Linked DNA regions of Astyanax mexicanus: region 1 is linked to region 2. A link is a contact called in public Hi-C data. All regions are on one chromosome and are shown on one strand. Each heading gives the region's core, a stretch centred on a gene start, on an enhancer-like site or on the middle of the called end of the contact. The rest is flanking DNA. Distances are from core to core; before and after follow the strand shown.

Evidence for each region. A called contact is a pair of places that touch in the nucleus more often than the background predicts.
Region 1: a Hi-C map of muscle shows a contact between it and region 2, with 16 times the contacts expected there. The contact joins the promoter of pard3aa here to the enhancer-like site in region 2. A contact is called at or near these places in 2 of 3 Hi-C or Micro-C datasets (both in muscle).

The regions. Positions count from the first base shown.
Region 1 is chr6:45,813,459-45,819,496 of AstMex3_surface, reverse strand. It overlaps pard3aa (par-3 family cell polarity regulator alpha, a), which reads left to right and starts at 3,402. Exons shown (of 23, transcript XM_015602814.3): 1 at 3,402-3,729. The coding sequence starts at 3,610. cul2 (cullin 2) reads left to right here. Exons shown (of 21, transcript XM_007238650.4): 21 at 79-800. The coding sequence ends at 210.
Region 2 is chr6:45,729,608-45,736,343 of AstMex3_surface, reverse strand. The region is part of intron 2 of pard3aa (par-3 family cell polarity regulator alpha, a); the gene reads left to right. Among protein-coding and RNA genes, the nearest start is that of pard3aa, 83 kb to the left of the region's middle. Within about 2 kb of position 4,468, the one cell type or tissue checked has an H3K27ac peak away from gene starts, as active enhancers do.

The sequences.
Region 1 (6,038 bases), core at 2,153-4,652, 84 kb before region 2:
AACCCTTTTATTGTTTTTTTCCAAAAGGATGCATCACACAGTAAGCTTATTGTATGTTTCTCATCTCTCTGCTTCAAGGTGATCAACCAGTCTAAAGCCAGATTCAACCCCAGTATCAGCATGATCAAGAAGTGCATCGAAGTGCTTATCGACAAGCAGTACATTGAGCGGAGCCAGACATCTGCGGACGAGTACAGCTACGTCGCATAAAAGAATCGTCACTTGGCGGACAGATCGCAAATCATGTTCTTTTTTTTTCGGCTGTGGCTGGCTCAGGCTCTCTCCCGAAGGGAAGAAGCGGGACTGTGCCTCCATCTTATGTGGGGGGAGGGGGAGGGGCCTCCAAGTAACCAGGCAGCCATCAACACCCCCCACCTCCCCTCCAACCCACCCTTTCTGATTTTATGCTGTTTACATCACCAGTGCCACGCCCTAGAGCGTCAACGAAAACAAAAAAAAGAAAAATGCCTATAGCTATTCAAGTGAGAGCTGATAATACATTTTTAGACGATGTAATCGTAACCAGAGAAACCAAGAGAGCGAGCGGATGTGCCGAGCTGTGTCAGAATTTTAAAAAAGAAAAAAGTGTCAGAGAAAAACAACCATGCTTTCTTTTCTCACGTTTGCAGTTGTCGTGTGTTTTTCTTTTTTTAAATGTATCAAAGTAAGAGGAAAAAAAATATTGTAATAAAACCGTTATACTGATAATTGTATTTACTTTCAAAATGTAAAAAAGTAAACAAATAAGAGGTGACAAACATGATTCTGCTGCTTGTCCAATAAATACTTATAAAAGAAAATCTCACCTTTGTAAACATTATGTACACGGACATGCCAAAAGTCATGAGACAGGATCTAGCATTGTGTACCATGACTTTTGCCATGTCTCATGGAAGGTAAAGAAAGATGCACTGATTTGTTGGATGGATGTGTGTGTGTGTGTTGTCCTGCATTAACAATATATGATCAATACTAAACTAATATAAAATACTGTAATCCCACGATTTTTGGCATGTCAGTGTGGTAGACTGGGGCTGAATGAGTCAGATGGTTAAATAAATGGTTATGTGGAGACGTCCTGCCAGCTTCTCCACTGTTCTCAGGTGGCTATTTAATGTAAGAAAGTTCAGCTTCAAGCCCAGGACTCGTTTCATAGCTCGCTCTGTGCTACCTCTTGGCTAAGGATTTTCTCTAAATCAGCTCCATATGAGGAGATCTGATCAGTCCCATATTCCACTCAGCGTACGTCATGAGTAAAGCATGTTCAGTGTACTGACAATTATATTGTCATTTGATTTAAGAGACTACGTTTTGCGGTTTATCTGATGTCATTTTAGTTTGACAGAAAAAAAAAGAATCACAAATAGGACATGAACCAGTGACTTGAAGAGTTTGTGTAGAGCACCAGTAGGAGGCAGAGAAGAGTAACTGAAAAGACCTGCCAAAAGGAGAAATAGAAAGTTCAGGAACACTCACTGAAATGTGGATATACAGGGTGAATACCCTTTGAATTTATTAGTTAGAGAAGTAATTCTTACATTATGGTTTTAGAAACAACCCAAAATGTTTATAATAAATCTGTCCTGCTTATATGGAAGCAATTTGTTTTTCATTACAAAACTAAAATTTGTTTTACTTAGACTTGATGTATTTCTTTATTTATAAAGGCACCTAAAATAACATAACTTCTAAAATAAATAGTAAATAAAAAATCTCACCAATTGGAGAATTGTTTGATTAATAGTTATTAATTGGAAGTGCCCATAAACATGGGTGTCAGGAAGGAGGAACAGTTGTAACTCCTATATCTCATCATTACAGGTGCTGTATTGAGCACAAACCTTAGACATTACACACAACAGCACTTAGTCAAGTCACATGTTCCATCTAAAGCACCAGGTTTTAACTCTTGTCCGGGTCTGGATACTTTTTTTCTCAGAAAGCTTTCAGCACACTTTGCTTGTCGTGACACGTCTGGTAATATAATGTCATTTCTTGTAAAGAGGTCTCATTTTCCATTAGAAGCTTTCACACAACATGTGGAATGATGTTACAAACTCATATCCATATTTTTTATGTCTATATTGTATTTTGCTGTCTACATCTTGAATGTAAGTATGAATGCTGTTGTTGTCTCTATCATGATTAGACCTTTTTCATTCCACAAATCAAAATCCTCCCTAGATATGCCTTGTCACTAGTTTACTCACATTTTAGGCCTCAGACTTGGACAGACACGTTTCCTCAGATTGTTTAAAGAATTCCTAATGCAGGTTGTATGGTTTATGCTTTTCCACTATGTAATCTCAGTGAAAACTTAAAAGAATAGTTCAGTAAAAAAAAGTCATTTTTTTATTCCAAAATTAGTCAAACAGCTAAGACATGTTTGGTAACTTAAATTTGCTTTTTTTTTTTTACTTAAATTTTTGTTTTTTAAGATACTCTCTAAATTATTGGGTTATTGGCTGCATGGTAGTAATAGGGTGTCAGGGTGCTCAGTTTAGCCATAAAGCCTAAGCCTGAGGCCAAGCCAATAGAAGAAGAGCTAGGGGTCAACCCCTATTGGACAGTCCTGAACCTTTGGTTACTGAGCTAATTGAAAATCCTACCTTGTTTCATCAGCCTTGAAGATACGTTTGAAGTAAAGAAAATATGTGTTTTTACTGTTCAAGAGAAAGTGGCCACCTAATGGCTCACTAATGGCTCTATCCGAAATCTCAGAAAATAAATAAATAATATGGGCACAATTTGTTTACTTTGTTTACTAAAAATATATAAATACAGCCCTGAAAAAATAAGAGACCACTTAAAAATGATGAGTTGCTTTAATTTTACCAAATTGAAAACCTCTGGAATATAATCAAGAGGAATATGATGATCACAAGCCATCAAACCAAGCTAAACTGCTTGAATTTTTGCACCAGCAGTGGCATAAAGTTCCAAAATCCAAAAGCAGTGTGTAAGACTGGTGGAGGAGAACATGCCAAGATGCATGAAAACTGTGATTAAAAACTTTATGAATATGAATTTGTTTTCTTTGCATTATTTGAGGTCTGAAAACTTAAACTCAATCATTTTTTTTCAGCCATTGATCATTTCCTGCAAATAAATGCTCTAAATGACAATATTTTTATTTGGAATTTGGGATAAATTTTGTCTGTGGTTTGTAGAATAAAACAGCAATGTTCAGTTTACTCAAACATGTACCTAAAATAGCAAAATCAGAGAAACTGATTAAAAAACTGGAGTGGTCTCTTAATTTTTTTCCCAGAAATGTATATGTGTAAATAGGCTGTTACTGGGAATGCCCTATGAATGTGTGTGTGTGAGAAAGTAGAAAGGAGGAGGAGAAACTGTGAGTCAGTGCTCGACTTGCCCAACCCATTCACTGCGTTTACACACACACACACACACACACATACACAGACAGACAGAGAGAGAGAGAGAGTCTGGCAGTGGCTGAACAGGTGGGTCCTGTAGTGGAGCTGTGAGGTATGGAGGGATAACGCAACGCGGCTGTGTGGATATAATGTATCTGCTGTGTTTGGAGGCGAGGCTCCGAGTGTAAACCCGCCGTCGCTCCGGACTCTCCGGGCTCCTGAGAGGAATATGAAAGTGACAGTGTGCTTCGGGAGGACCCGGGTGGTCGTTCCGTGCGGAGACGGGAATATTAAAGTCCACAGCCTGATCCAGCAGGCGGCCATGCGCTATAAGAAAGCTATAGCCAAGGTAAGAGCCTCTGAATTTATTTGGTTTTCGCCCCTTTTCTCTCCTCTGAAGGTGGAAAACTGCTGCAGCTCCTCAACATGGCGCTTCTCTGGCAGAAGAACAGGCAAGAGAGCCGGAGAAAGGGATATTTAGCTTTATTTATCTCTGTTCTCCTGAGAAAAGTGGTTTTAATTTGGGTTGAGCTTGTTTTTAAGAGTGTTTGGTGTTGACAGTTTGGGCTGGTGTGTGAATGTTTGTTTGTTGATTCACAGAAACAAAGAAACAAAACTTCAGTCAGCAAATATGTAACAGTTTGTATGCATATATGTATCCACTTCAGACAACAGATAGCGTTAGACTGATTTATATGTCTCTATGTCTGTGTTTTTGGTGCACTTCTTTTACTTCTAAGAGAAGTTAGACTTGTAAAAGAGAAGCTCTCTGTTGGTTTGGCTCCTGGTTTTTCCCATGAGGTGAGGAAACTTCTCCTGGCCACCAGGAGGAGGTTTGTTTGGGAGCTGAGTTTATTGGAGGGAAGATTTAACCACCTTCTTGTGAGTTTGTGTTTGACTTTACCGATTTTTTCTTAAACTGGGCCATGTTTAAACAAAAAAAAAACAAGCTTTTCTTAAGTTGGAATGGTTTGGGTCAATGTGGCTGCAAACATTAATTCCAAACAAACAGCCATAAGCAGCAGCAGCAGCAGCACACCTGATTCCACTTGGTTAATCAGGTGGTCAGTCCTCAAACAGCTGACCACGTGTGCTTTAGCTTGGCTGCAAGGAAAGCATGCAGTCATAAAAACACAATATTGAGCAATTAGAACAGATCTGACACCCCTCTTCTGACCAAAAATAGGCATTTAATGTTAAATTCTAGGATAACGTTTGGAGACCCACGAGTTTGTTCCGTCACTGTAACTTTTACTGTGTTCAGGTTTATGACTGTTTGGTGCAAAATTAGAAAATTGGGTGTAAAACCTCATTAGTATATTTTATCTTATATTTGGCATGGTAGAAATTAGAAGAAATATGTTTTCATCTTTTTTTTCTGAAGATTATTCAAAAAAATACATTTTCAAATAAAAATCTTTTTTTTTTTACAATATCTATATTTTTGTGACAGATTAAATACTGTTTATTTTTTTCTGATATTCAGATTGTGACGGGGAGAAATAAAAAAAAACGATTAAACAATTCTTCTCAGAATATTAAAACATTTTTTTTTTCATTTCTCTGCCAAGAGAGTTATGAAGGTTTACACCAAATGTTCTATTTTTTAATTTAGCCTCGCATAATAGTAAAACTAAACTCTGGTCCATGTGACCCTAAAACTGTGAGATTTTGTAGGTGGTGTGATCAGTGTTTTTTAAGTCCTGTTCGTGGTGTTTCCCCTGCTTCTTCTGATCTAACTAATTTAGCCATTTGCAACCGTTTACAACCCCTTTCATAGTTCTAGTGGTTGTGTTAAATCAGGTACAATACTATTATGAGCAGGGATGTGTGCCCTCAGGAACATGTCCTGGAGTTAGATGTCCTGCACGTTTAACTAGTCAACTCATTAACTAACTATCTATTTAGAGTTGTAGTGAGTGTTTTACAGCATGAAATGCACTGAAATTTCACTGTGTTAGACAAGATGTACCATGATTGTCATGATGTCTTTAGCGTTTTTTCTCCTCCAAACACTTCTGACTCTACCCAACAAACCCTTTGTGATGTTAATAAGGACATGCAAGAGCAGGCAGAATGAGAAAATTCATAATGGCAAACTCATTTCAGGAGCAGGCTTGGGAAACACTGCCTTATAGAATTAGCTACTCTTAATTCCTAATGCTGTTGAGGATTTCCAGTGAACTCCTAAACTTACTGACTTAGGCTTAAACTTTGTGTTCTCTAAATTGTATTACGTTGTTTGAGCATTAAGGAGCTTTCAGAAGTGGCCCCCTGCTGCACTGTCTAAGAAGCTCTCTCGTAAAATACGTTTAATTAAAGTCATTAAAGTAATTATGTTGACATGAGAAGACTCTTCTTGGGGGCAGATGTGCAGATAGATATCGTGGAGGGTGAGTGAGGGAGAGAGGAATCTTGATAGCAGGCATAACAAGCATTAGTACACTGATAATAAGTAATGCTTCATATGTAACCATTATAATGTAATATTTAGCTTTGGGCTCACATAATCTGCCCAGTTCTGAACAGCTGAGGCTGTTAATAATGCTGTCAGGTCCAGACTCTGTTCTGCAGGCTTTGAATTCTTTGGTAAACCAGTGCTGGTATTGCCAGGATACCCTTAAAAAATAGTTCACATTGCCCTAGAATGGAAAATTA
Region 2 (6,736 bases), core at 3,219-5,718:
ACCAGCGTGTTTTAACATTTTGCATGTGTAAATAAACTTCACGTGAGCACAAATGTGAAACTAGCAGGTAAAAAAGGGTATCGTGTGTGCGCTAAATATAATGTTGCACTCGAGCCTCATTTTTCTCCTCTCAGGTGCTTTTTTCCTCACGCGCTGTGTGAATTACCTGCTGCAGCAGTTTGCGCTCAACTGAGTTTTTTGTGCTCAAGTTTTGAAAGGGGTGGTTTTGACAGTTTGGGGGCGGAGTCGCCTCCCTCAGTGAATGTTATTGATTGATGTCTCCAAGGTTTGTGACGGACCGCCTACCTCCACGAGCTGGAGCAGAGCCGAGAAAGTAGGACAGCAGGAGAGTTAGCTTGCTGGCTTTGCTAACATTCAAACAACCCGCTCTCCACCGCTGTTGGTCCGGGTATAGTGCCTGGAACAAAGATTTCATTTTATTGGTTCATTTTTTCACCTTGTATTTTTGTGCCCTCGACTTTTGACATTGATGTGAAGCCATATTTATAGCAGTGTTTTAGTTTTATGTTGCACAGCTTGTTGCAGTTCTACACTTTATGTTCTCTGTACTGTACTGTTGTTCCATGTTGCACTGTGTTAATTTCAGAGGAAAATGATTTCATTTACTTGTCCTCTGACAAAAAGACGAAAAAAAAAAGGATATTGACTCTTGACTTGACTTGATGTGTGATGACTTTGGAGATGTATGTGCTGCATGTTTTGTGCCCTGCTGGTGGTTTCCAGTATTGTGAGTGATTGTTGGTTTGAATAGAGATCTTTAATCATGTGTTCTGTCCAGTTTCTGTTTATATATCCAGTGAAAGAGACTAAGAAAAAGCGGTGTGTCAGAAATCGAACACGCTCCTTTATTTCCTTGATTGTTAGTTTGCTTGTTGGAGCCGGATGTATTCCAGAATCATTTTACTGTGTTTAGAAATAGCCAGGATGTGGCTCATGCGGTGATGGTTATCTTATTACTTCCTGCTCTAATTTTCATCGGTTGTTGTGTGGCACATATGTGTGTGCCACACACAGTATAAGAGTGACTGTGTTGAAAGTATCAATGATTAAGCATAGCTGTCACCGGATGAATGATGCGGGTCTGATTTGTCATGTGTTGGACCGCTCTGGTAAGTGTTCCTTATGAGGGGTGGGTGACTGATCAAAGCTCAGTGATGAGAGCTGCAGGATGATGCCATCAGTCAGAAATGTTGTGAACTGTACTATCACCATTGAATCATTGTTGCAGTTTGTGTTTCCTCCCAGGAGCAACATCAGTGGTTAGCCACAGTTCTTTTCTGGCGACTCCTTTTTTAGAGTGATTGGGAGAATGTTTGAGGGTGTGTGTGCATGGCTGTTTTTGTACATTAACTGAAAAGAAAAACTGTCCTATGTTTGGGTTTCAGTGCAATTCCAATACAGTAAGTAAAATGGAGATTTATGTTACTAGCATTGACCTTAATTAAGCTAAGGGGAGAGTTTTTTGTTTAGTCTTTTTTTTTTTCCCTTAATTATTCTGAGCCCTGGTGGAATGCTTGCTTGTTTAATTGTTGCTGCACTTTACACATGTTTTAGAGGAACTTGTGTTTTTGTATTGTTTGTCAAAATAAAGTTACAATAAATGCATTTCTTTTACAAGGAACACATTTTACACATATTTATTTCATAATTGCTGTTTGTTTGCAGAATTTAACATATTACACACAATGTTGTTTGTGCAAAAGTATGGCAAATGTGTTGCTGTAATGCTTTTAATATGTTATGCTTTATTGTCCTAATAAGTTACATTTAGAAGTAAACATAAATGTTTTTGTTTACTTGCTTTTGCTTTGAAAATCAACAGAATATGTACTTTTATCTGCTTTTATTCAATGTATTGTAATGGTGTTATCTGGTAGATAATCTGTAAATTTTGTTCATTGTTCCTTTTCATTAATGTCATGATCTGTGGACCTTTAGGATTGTGATATAAACACAGTTGTTTGTATTCCTCTGGTTCACACCTAGTATAAGGCATGGTGCCAATAGGTACGTTTGTCCTTTTCTATTGGCGAAACTTCTATACAGTGAGCTCTTTATTAAGTTCAACATAATGTACAGCTGAATGCATTAATTAGGAGGAGTGTCACCCTCAAACGTGGACATTCTGTACGTACTGTTGTAGATGGTACTCATGAGACATGCATCAGCACCAGTGGGATCATACCCTGAGCTGAAGAGCTGTGCTGTTCAGACTGGAAGCTAATTACTCTGTCCGGTCCTGCTGTGCTCCCTGCGGCAGCTAGCATGCTAATCGCCTGGCGCAGTATTGAGGTTTTCTGCTTTGTGGCTTTTGCTCGTGTGGGTTTCATGTAAATCATGCGGTCCCGTTTGTTCAAATTCATATTTCATACGAGGCCCAAACAACTCCGAACGAGCGGAAATGTGCCTCTGAGCGAGGCGAGGACTGTATCTGCTAGCGTTTAAGCTGCTGTCATTTTAAATGCATGAGGGCTGCAGAGCTGCCAAACTGTAGTGTGTTATGCAACTCTGAATACATCACCCCAAAGAACAGCAGGGGAGCCTGGGCCGCTGCCCACAGCTCTCTCTGAAGAAGAAATTAGCCTGGCAATGAATGAGCAGGGGGCTTCTGTGCATTCTAGAGCCGGTAAAGAGGATGTGCTTTACTGTGCTCTGTACATGAGGACATGACACATTCTGATTTAGAAGTTTACATTTCTGCAAAAATGGTTCTATCTGTGTTAATGGATATTTCTCGGTCTGAACAGTGTTAATTTAGAAGAATGCTCTAAATTAATGCTCCAGCCAGCTGTGGTGCTTTTATTTGAATGGGTCTTGTCAGATTAGAACTAGGGCAGTCACGACTACTTTATTATTTGATTAAAATGACCTTTAAAAGTCAGCTTTGATTACTTAGCAGTTTAAGTGATGATGATGCATGTTTTAGATTTTCTCATTGCTTTATCCTACTGTGTGAAACAGAGCCAAATGGATACTTTTATCTTTTTGCCACATAATACTAGGGGCTTTTAAAAGCATTGTAGTTTCGAATTTCAAATTAATATTCTGTTATGGTCTCAATTACATTATTGCACATATAAATAAATAAATATAAAGCAAACGCTTAGAAATTACCTGTTTTGTCTGCATTGATTGCTAAAAATGTGAATACTAAAATACTTTTATTATAGCTTTCAGATAATCATACAGTTGTACTGTTCTTTTCCTAATTATTAATCACAATGAATAAACATCCACAGTGCAGGCTAGAAAACTTAAGGGAGCCCTTGGATATAATGGCCTGTAGACCAGCGATCCTTGTTGTTGGTGTGTTTCAGATCATCAGTATTTATGGGATACATTGGTTGCACTACCTTTTTCATGCAATAGCACCTTTATAATAGTAGGGTTTGAATTGTCCTAAAATTAGAACTTGGTCAATACTAAACAAGTCTTTTCAATAATTATTCAGTTTTTTTTATTTTAATGTCAGATGTTTTGGATTATCTTTAAAATTCACTGATTATATGGTGTCCAGGCCCTGAGGTTGAAAACCAGCTTAATCCATACTCCCTCCACCGTGCTTCACAGTTGGGGTGAGGTTTTAGTGTTTGTGTGAAGTGTTCATGTTCTTTTAGTAATGGTGTGCATAGAGTGATTTTGTAGGAATAACAACACTCCTGTATGTTCTGTGTAACAGATAATGGATAACCAGGTGCTTTGTAGTTAAACAATATATATGTAACTGCCTATATTATTGTTTTTGTGTTCAATTTAAAGACTGTCCCTTATTTTGTTGTTGTAATTTTTTGCCTTTTAATTTGTGCGTCTTTGAGAATCTTGAAAAGCGCTATATAAATAAAATGTTTTATTATTATTATTATTATTAATTTGTAGCCGATTCCAGCCTTTCTGTCACTCTTCTGAAAGCTGGTTTGCATAGGGATGTGGTTTTCTTAATCAGATTAAACAACCAGTCTTGTTGTGCCCTTCTTATTAATGCTTAGTGAACTCACATTTCCAATATCATATCATCTCCTTAACACATTTTGTCAGTTATCCCATGAATAAGTCAGATCAGAGAGCTTCACTTACTTTTTCTTGTCTGCGTCGTGAATGTGTACTCAATGTGCTCTAATAAAAGACATGGACACTAAAGCTCTTTGGTTTATAAGTGGTTTCGTCCCTAATTCCCAAATATTAGCTTTAATAAAAGGTCCATACGTACTGTTTATGTTTGTGACTTCGGTTTGCTTGGCCTGGAGTGTGTGTATATTATAAGCTTTTTTATGGATGAGAGGAAAGTGTCATACAGGTGTGTGTGTGTGTGTGTGCATGTGTGTTGAGAGCTGTTCCTCTCATCCTAGGAAAGGTAGACTCTTTTATTTGCTGGCTGCCATGGTAACGTGTCTGCTAGGACTTGGGCACACACACACACACACACACACATCTGCATCACTGCTGTGTGTGATGCCTCTGAGGACGACACCCCACCCTGCCCCCCTTCTCCCTGTTCATGCTGTTCTCTCTCATCTAAATAATGTGCAGTTGATTTACTGTAGAGAGCGATTTAGGTGCGATTTCCTGTACTTAGAGATAAGAACAGAAAACCTGTTCGGTTTTATAGAACTCAGTGAGCAGAAGCTGAAGCAAAATGGATTAAACATTGCAACAAACTTCACAACTACTTGTACTATTGAAGAACTAGAATATAGAATCCATGATTGTGCTCTATTGTCTTATTTGTAACTCACATTCATTAGTGTTGAGATGTAGTTGAATGGATCTATACTGTTTTCTAAAAGTCTTTCAGGGAAAAAAATATATATATTTTGAGTTTGAATGTTTAGCTACTCTAAAAGCATCAACCTGAACAAGCTAGATAACTAGTGTGACAAAGTTTTATCCATACTGGTTGTCCAGCATTACTGCTTTGTTCAATCAGCATCACCAAGCTGAATGACCAACATGACACCTCCAATCAACCAGTCACATTGACCATCAAAAACCAACTTAGCCCCTTAACATGCCTTGTTCCATATACGAGCTACAGGTGTAGGTGATATAAAACAAAACTAAAACTCTTTTCTGCAGTAAAATAACACTACAAGTAGTTTATGTGTTCAGATGCTCTATGTGGACAAAGTCATGCAACCTTACAATAATCACTTTAAATGAACTATAACAATAGAAGATATACGATTATCTTAACCAAAAAGAACTCATGGTGACGTATGGGTCACAGATGTTGAAAGTTCCTTACAGCTCACTGTAAGTCCTTTACTTATGAAGTCCCTAAGAGACATCTAATGAACATCCTAAGAGCATCACAGGACAGTTTGTAATTGATCTTATTTATAGAATGTTGGAGTGCTGGGTTAGCCCTGGAGGTAAAAATAGCTTTTACTTTTAAAAGTTTATTTGCGCTTCTACAGGTCTGTTCCAACAATTTTAACAATTAAAATAATTGAATAAAATGTTTTGCAGTCCATATGGCTAGTTCTGACAATTTTTTAAACAAAATGTTAAAAATACAACTCATGAAATTGTTGTTGTCATTCATGTTACATCAGGATTTAACCTAAAATTTGTACAGTCATTTTCCCTTCTGTCTCAATTAGATGAGCAATTAAATTAATTTAACTGGTTAAATAATTTTTTTTATCAATATTCAGAACTAAGCTTGGGTTCCTGTGCATTAAAACTAAGATGCTTTTGGGAAAATTAATGGTTTATTGTATGTTTGCTGGTGGGGATATTTGTCCTTGTAAATAAAGGTCAATATGGGAGATTTAATGTTGTTATTGATTGTGTATGTTGATAGTGTTTGTAATGTATAATACTCACACAGCAAACAGGGTTAAATCATTTTATTGATCTTCCACCATTGTTTGTTTAGGACATCAATAGATGGGGGTGCTCAGTGTAGGTTTGCATGTATTAAATATATATGGTGTCATTTGTAGCAGCTCCAGTGTCCTTTTAATTGCTGTTATTTTGATGTGATGTGACTCCTCATTAACACACACACACACACACACACACACACACACCTTGACACTGCATCTGCTCTGGACCCTGGTCTGCTACCGTTGAATGTGGGAGTTGCCTGGTTTTCTATTTAGGACTCTGTAATCATGTTTTGATATTCAGTGTGTTTAAGTCTGCGGGGGTCTGGAGTAGATTAATGCAGGTTATCTCCTGGGTAAAAACACTGATGTATGATGTACCGTTCCTGCTGAGCCCCCTGCCTGCCATTGTGGGTCATTGCAGGATGATATGACTAAGAAACATTCTTAGTGAAATATTTGATCTAGTTATAATATCTAGTAAGTGTTAATATTGCTTCCTTAGCTCTTGCTTAGAGTGTTTCAGTTTTCCTCAATTTAAAGGTGATAATTTTGCACACTTTACATTTTCCCATACTTAACAAATTTAATAAATAAAAAACAAAAATGATGAGTAATTAAATTATAGTTAAATCTAAAATCAGATGCACTAAGGGTAGTAGATTTTTTTTTTACATATATGTCTAAATGCTTTTATATGTTTGTTTCCACGTTTCACAATGAATGGACTAATGTGGACTAATGCTCCTAAATACCTTACCATTAAAGGTTTAGCTTGCTTTCTATTCTAAAAATAAATAATGTGTAGTGTGAGATTGTCTCAGTTTGTCTGAGTTATTGCAGCAAATCCAACAGTGAAGTGTTACAAACTACATAAGACATTGAAA